Regions from separate parts of the Macaca mulatta genome. Here region 1 is linked to region 2. Evidence: chromatin contacts called from public Hi-C data. All regions are on one chromosome and are shown on one strand. The core of a region is the stretch at or near the end of the contact, and the rest is flanking DNA. Distances in the headings are between cores, read along the strand shown. Region 1 holds the start of NATD1 (N-acetyltransferase domain containing 1). Region 2 holds the start of TMEM11 (transmembrane protein 11).

Region 1 (3,358 bases), core at 5-2,504, 42 kb before region 2:
AGCCTGGCCAACATGGTGAAACCCTGTCTCTACTAAAAATACCAAAATTAGCCGAGCGTGGTGGTGTAGGCCTGTAGTCCCAGCTCCTCAGGAGGCTGAGGCAGGAGAATCACTTGAACCCAGGAGGCAGACCCTGCAGTGAGCCGAGATCAAGCCACTGCACTCCAGCCTGGGCAACAGAGCGAGACTGTCTTAAAATAAATAAATAAATAAATAAATAAATAAATAAATAAATAAATAAATAAAATAGTACATATTGTATGATTCTGTTTACATGATGGTCTAGAGAAACCTAATTAGTCAACAATGCTAGAAGTCAGGGATAGTGGTTAAATCAAAGGGTAGGGCATTGCTGGGAAGAGGGCCCTAGGAAACCAGCAATGTTCTGTATTTTGATTTGGATGGTGGTCACGCGGGTATGAACATGAAGCTTACACCGTAATTAACAAAATATTAAAAGTAACCTGTGTGATTCACTGCACAGCTATGGGCAACAGGAGTGCCCCTTCAGGTGAACGAGAGGGGAGGGTTGGGATCTAAGGTTGAGCCTTGAAGAGCCTAATTAAGTCGCCTTTCAAAGAAGTCTGAGCCCCAAGAGTCCTGTGTGCCTTCAATCAAGTCCCTGCCCCTTTCTGGGATTCAGCCTCCCCATCTGTGGAGTGGATCCAAGGATCCCCGAGGCCTCTTCCCGCATTTCCGCCTCCCTTGGGAGAGGTGGCATTTCACTTCTATCCCAAACAAGGCTTCACAGGACAATTCCTTCCCAGGAGCCAGTAGCCACCCAGGCTGCGCACACGGGTGGGTACGTGCTCCTAGCACCAGTAGCCCTAGGGCACTAACTGCGTGAGAATTCATGCATGTCTTTCATTGCCTTAGGCTTCTATTTGCTCAACTGTAAAATGTAGCCAAGCATACCTATTTCTCAGGTTTCTGGTGATAAATTTCAGCGCAGTGTTTACTGAGCGCTTCCTGTGCTCCAGGGCTTTGCTGTACACAGGTCGTGCACACAGCAAGTGCTTAATAAATGGTGGCTGCCATACAGGTTATTACGTCTTTTTAAGAAGGGTCCTTGCAGGGGTACCAAAGTTGCACGTGGGACAAACGCAGGACGGAAAAGCAGCCCGGCGCCCGGCGGCGTCCCGTGTTGTTTTGTTTGGGGCTGCGAGCGGAACGCGGCCGGCGCGGTCCCTTTAAGAGGTGACTGGAATGTATCAAAACAAAAAGGCCGCGCGTCCACTGGCTGCGCGCCGCACGTGACCTCACAGCTGATTTCCTGGCCCCCCCACCTCCTTTTTGTTGCTGCCGCCGCCGCCGAGTGTCAGTTTCAGCGCCGCCGCCTGCGGTCTCCCAGGCCCTAACTACCCCACCGCCTGCCGCCTGCGCCCGCGCCCGAGCCCCGCCGCGCGCCCGGGCCCTCGCCGCGCGTCCGGGCCCCCGCCGGCGCCGCCCGGGTCCCAGCGCCGCAGCCCCGCGCGCAGATGGCGCACTCGGCGGCCGCCGTGCCGCTGGGCGCGCTGGAGCAGAGCTGCCCCATCCGCGTGGAGCACGACCGCCGGCGCCGCCAGTTCACTGTCCGGCTCAACGGTAACGCGGCCCCGGTCCGCCCCGACCTTTTGTCTGCGAGCGAGCGGGACCCGCCGGGGCCGCCCCCTTTCTGGGCGCCCGTCCCCCGCGCGCCCGCGGCCCGGTCCCGGCCCGCCGCCCGGGAAGGCTGTTGCGAGCGTGCGCCGCGGGGTGGTCTCGGGCGGCCGGAGCTCCGGGCGCGAGCTGGGTTGCCCTCGGGGCCAGGTGGGGGCGCGGTCGGCGCTCCGGGAAGTGGAACGGGCTGGGCGGGGTCAGACTACCCGAGAGAACAGGGGCCAGGGCGGACAGGGGCCCCTGGAAAGGCAGAGGCAGGAGCTGGGGCTGCGCGGGTCTCCAGTCTCAGCCGCAGGGGAACCGCACCTGCTCAGGCCCAGTTGTTCAGGGCTGTTGGGCACCCACTGAAGGCTCCTGTTGGAGATCCTGGGAAGGTGGTCAGCGGTGACCTGTCCCCTTCTGCGGGTGTTATATGGCTTCTTGCTGCCCCTGGGAATCTTAGTCTTTCTACACTTGGGAGGTCTGCGGACCTGGGGCTGACCGCAAAAGGGGCTTGTGGTCCCTTGCGGGGAGTGTTGGAGGGGGATGACTATCACTATCAAGACTTCAGTGGCTCTGGGACTGGCCATTTGCCTCACTTCTGTGTGCCTCAGTTTTTCCCTCTCTGCAGTGGGAATAACACCAGTGCACACCCCACTGGCTAGCTGTAAGGATGAAAGACTGTGACAAATGTAAAGGATCAGACCAGCTCGTGGGGCATTAATAAGTGCTGGTAATTGTGGCCGGATGGTGATTCGTGAAGCCAGAAAGCAAGGGCAAGTCCTCCTTTAGTGTAGAGAAGTTTTTGTTTTTGTTTTTTGGAGACGGAGTCTCACTCTGTCACCCAGGCTGGAGTTCCTGTGGCACAATCTCGGCTCACTGCAACCTCTGCTTCCTGGGTTCAAGTGATTCTCCCGCCTCAGCCTCTCGAGTAGCTGGGATTACAGGCACCCACCACCACGCCCAGCTAATTTTTGTATTTTTAGTAGAGACAGGCTTTCACCATGTTGGCCAGGCTGGTTTTGAACTCCTGACTTCAGGTGATCCACCTGCCATGGTCTCCCAAAGTGCTGGGATTACAGGAGTGAGTCACCACGCCCAGCCGGTGTAGAGAAGTTTTGACTGGCCCATCCCGCTCAGGAGGTCCCAAAACTACAAAAACAGGGCCATGAACTCCCTGTGGCCCACCTCGCCCCAGTGGGAATGTCCAAGCTGGACCAGCCCTTAGAGGCCACTGTGCCCATTTTCAAGAAGGGAAGGTGGAGGGCCAGGAAAGGGAAAGGTTTGCCAGAGGTCAGGCCGAGAGTTGGACAGAGCTGGGATGGCCTCCTGACTGGTCTGACTCCCTGGACCGTGGGGCTCCTGTGAGCCACGTTTGGCTTCAGCCAGGAGAGGCCTCTGCCAGATCTCCGATGCTATTTGGAATGTGCCCAGTGTCGAGCCAGGCCCCACTACTGCTTCGTGGATGGGACTGTCACAATACCCTGACAATGTTGTGACATACTACCCTGTGTTACAGATGAGGAAACTGAGGCTAGAGACCTTAGGAAATGATTGCCCAGTATCACCCAGAACTTCACCGTTGGCCCAACCAACCCTACACCACCAGGCAGAGGCCAGTCCTGCTACTGCTGGGGTGCCGGCAGGGCTTAGCTGGCGGTGACATTCGGGGCCCTGGCCACTCTGGGAGAGAGAGCTGATGGCTTTCATATCCTCTCTTCTGAGGTTCCAGAGCGGCCTC
Region 2 (3,181 bases), core at 585-3,084:
CGCCCAGCTAATTTTTTTGTATTTTTAGTAGACACGGGGTTTCACCGTGTTAGCCAGGATGGTCTCGATCTCCTGACCTCGTGATCCGCCCGCCTCGGCCTCCCAAAGTGCTGGGATTACAGGCGAGAGCCACCGCGCCCGGTCTAGGGGCGGGGGGGGGGTGTTTCTTGATTGTGCTAAGGAGTTTGAATCACACACTATAAGTGATGAGGAACGGTGAGAGGATTGTAAGCAGCTAAAACTGTGGTAGAATGTGAGCTGTAAGGAAATCAAAAGGAATCCTCAACAATGAGAGGGTCGCCTTTCCTTCTGCTGGCCGTCCTGCTGTGGCCTGCGGTGGGTGGGGACGGGGGTTCCACTACACGGAAGTGTGACACGCCGGGCTGGACTTCTTCTAGGCTGAATTTGGGGCAGATTTTTGCATTTGTTTTGCTCAAGTATTTATGGGGCCAACTAATATGTTTAGCAACGTTGTGTGTGGGAGCAGTAGAGGAACTGAGAAGTTTACAAACTGTAAGAGATCCCCCAAAGAGTCCACAGGTCTGAGGCAGCAGCACCTGGGAATCTCTGGGTTCCAGTTAGTCCTTCCTGACTGACTCGTTACAGCAGTGTCCAGACAAGGAGATGTCAGGTCCTGGGGCAGGGTTCCCGTCAGGTGGGATGGTTTAGCCCCGCATCTGCTTTCAAAGATCCCGAGATTGGCCGGGCGCGGTGGCTCAAGCCTGTAATCCCAGCACTTTGGGAGGCCGAGACGGGCGGATCACGAGGTCAGGAGATCGAGACCATCCTGGCTAACACGGTGAAACCCCGTCTCTACTAAAAATACAAGAAAATTAGCCGGGCGAGGTGGCGGGCGCCTGTAGTCCCAGCTACTCGGGAGGCTGAGGCAGGAGAATGGCGTGAACCCGGGGGGGCGGAGCTTGCAGTGAGCCGAGATCGGGCCACTGCACTCCAGCCTGGGGCACAGAGCAAGACTCCGTCTCAAAAAAAAAAAAAAAAAAAAAAAAAAGATCCCGAGATTATGCCGTCGCAGCGGACAGGACAAGAGTGGGTGCGTGGCAGGGACTGAGTCTGAGGCCTGGAGGCCCTGTCTGAAACAGGGCTGTCGCTGTCGCAGGGCCCTCTCTCCTTCAAGCAGTTATCATACAGCTATTCCCCTTCCTTGCGTTCAGACCCTCTCCTCTAACAGCCTGCACCTGCAAGCAGGGACCTCCGTGGCAGCCGGGACAGCGTGTCTGTCTCGGCCTCCCCAAAGTACCCCGGAGTCTGAATTGGGCGGGGGATGGTGCGGGAGCAGCGCCTGACTCCGAGGAGGACCCGGGCGGCGTCTCCCGCCCCTCGGTGACCTTATGGGCCAAGGCTGTGAAGAGCAGGCGGGGCGACGCGGAGGGGCCGGGCGCTAGAGGCCCGCAAACAGCGCGGCGGTCCCCGGCAGGAGACGCGGCCTGGCGGGCCGGGACGGCGGCGCCGGGCGCCTACGCGCGGTGCTCTGGGAGTTGTAGGCACTTTCCTCTTCTCTCTCCTTCAGCTGGCTGGCTCTCGAAACCCAAGGACCTACCGGTGGGTGGGCGCCTGTGACTCCCAGGCTGCGAACGCCGGGAACTCAGTTTCTTCAAAAATGTCTGAACCCAGGACTGCTCCTGGGGGTCCTCGCGCCCTCGCAGAAGGACTACGGGCCCCGGCGACCCCGGGGGCGGGGCTTCTGGCGCGCTGCCTTGTGGGCGCGGTAGTTCCGCCAGGCCCGGCTTCCGCCTGCCGAGCGTCCCGGGACAGCGGGCCGGACTACACTTCCCGTCGGCCCGCCTGCTCTCCCGATGCCGCCTTGGCGCGAGACGTTGGCAAGCGGAGTGTCTCCAAGATGGCCGCTTGGGGAAGGAGGCGTCTTGGCCCGGGCAGCAGTGGCGGCAGCGCCCGAGAGAGGTGAGATCCAAGGGCTTGTTGCCCACGGTGCAGGCGGCTCAGGGGCCGGAGAGCCCAGCGCGGCCTCCGGGGGCTGCAGCAGCCTTCCTGCCCTGGTATCCCCGGGCTCCCCCGACCCCCGCCTGGCATACGGGGTTCCAGTTCCGGAGGATCCGGGATCCGGGTAGGAGCGAGGTCGAAGGCTTCGGCGGAGAGCTTAGGGGAAGGGGCGTTAGCCGGGCTGGGTAAGGTGGGCAGCGGTCATGCGGGGTGGGGCTCGAGGCCGGGCCGTGCGGAGAGGAACTGGCGCCCAGCGCAGGCCTCAGGGACCCGCCTAGCCGCGGGCTGATCGGCACCCTTCCCGCTTGGCCGCGCGCGTGGCCATCTCGCCCGCGGCCCCCGACGTGGCGAGGAAGGCAGGGCCCCTGGAGAGAGAAAGAAGGTGAAGCCTTCACAGAGCAGGCCGGCTGCGGCAGGGGTAGTTTGATCTGCACGTTTACCAGGGAGCTTTAGCTCCCACCACATGTGTCTCTTCCGGGCCCGGAGCCGTCCACTTCCTCGAGGGGCGATTCTGGAGACTTTTGGATGGTTCTGTGCAAGCGCTCCTGCCGTGGAAGTCAATTAAAGTGACCTTTCCTAATGAATGGTGTGTGGGTAGGGAGCTAGGAGCGTGTTTCTTCCAACAGAGACCTCCATTTGAGTAACTGATTTCTAGAAGATGAGATTGGAGTAGTTTCCGTGTTACATGTTCAAGTTGCAGTTTTTGCTTCTGGGAAGCAGTTTCAGCTAGTGGAAGCCACTAGAAGCTGTTCAGCCGCTAGAAGTTTTGGGAGAGGATGTATATTGGTGGAGCCACCTGGATGAACTATCCGCTAAAGCTTGATTGTTAACAGCAGCGGTCAGCAAAAAAGGAAAGTTTTGGTTTTGCTGTTGTTGTTTTTTTCCCCGTCTCTTTGGTGAAGATTGTCTAACCAGAAAATTTCTCTGCCTGTCAACTACTCTGCATTATTCCTTTTCTATGACTGATTCCATCCCGTGTTCATTGCTATTGCTTGCAGATGGCTTTCCCAGCTGGGAAGATTCTTCCTGTTTGGCAGTTGTGATAGAGTCCGTTAGCTTGCTTGCACTTTATTCTTGAGCCCAGTTAGCCAACGTCGCCCATTCTGCATTTCCTCTTCCTTGGAAAAGCAGTGGTAAACACACTTTTGTTTTTTTAACTCCCGCCTGGTATTTCTTAGATTGGACCATTTAAATAAGTTACCTCAGTGGTTTTCAGATGCCC

Evidence for each region. A called contact is a pair of places that touch in the nucleus more often than the background predicts.
Region 1: a contact with region 2 is called in a Hi-C map of blood, with 2.0 times the contacts expected there. The contact joins the promoter of NATD1 here to the promoter of TMEM11 in region 2. A contact is called at or near these places in 2 of 14 Hi-C or Micro-C datasets (blood and cortical neurons).

What each region holds. Positions count from the first base shown.
Region 1 is chr16:22,145,734-22,149,091 of T2T-MMU8v2.0, reverse strand. NATD1 (N-acetyltransferase domain containing 1) reads left to right here and starts at 1,254. Exons shown (of 3, transcript XM_015118822.3): 1 at 1,254-1,584. The coding sequence starts at 1,479.
Region 2 is chr16:22,104,202-22,107,382 of T2T-MMU8v2.0, reverse strand. TMEM11 (transmembrane protein 11) reads left to right here and starts at 1,834. Exons shown (of 2, transcript NM_001266370.1): 1 at 1,834-1,920. The coding sequence starts at 1,859.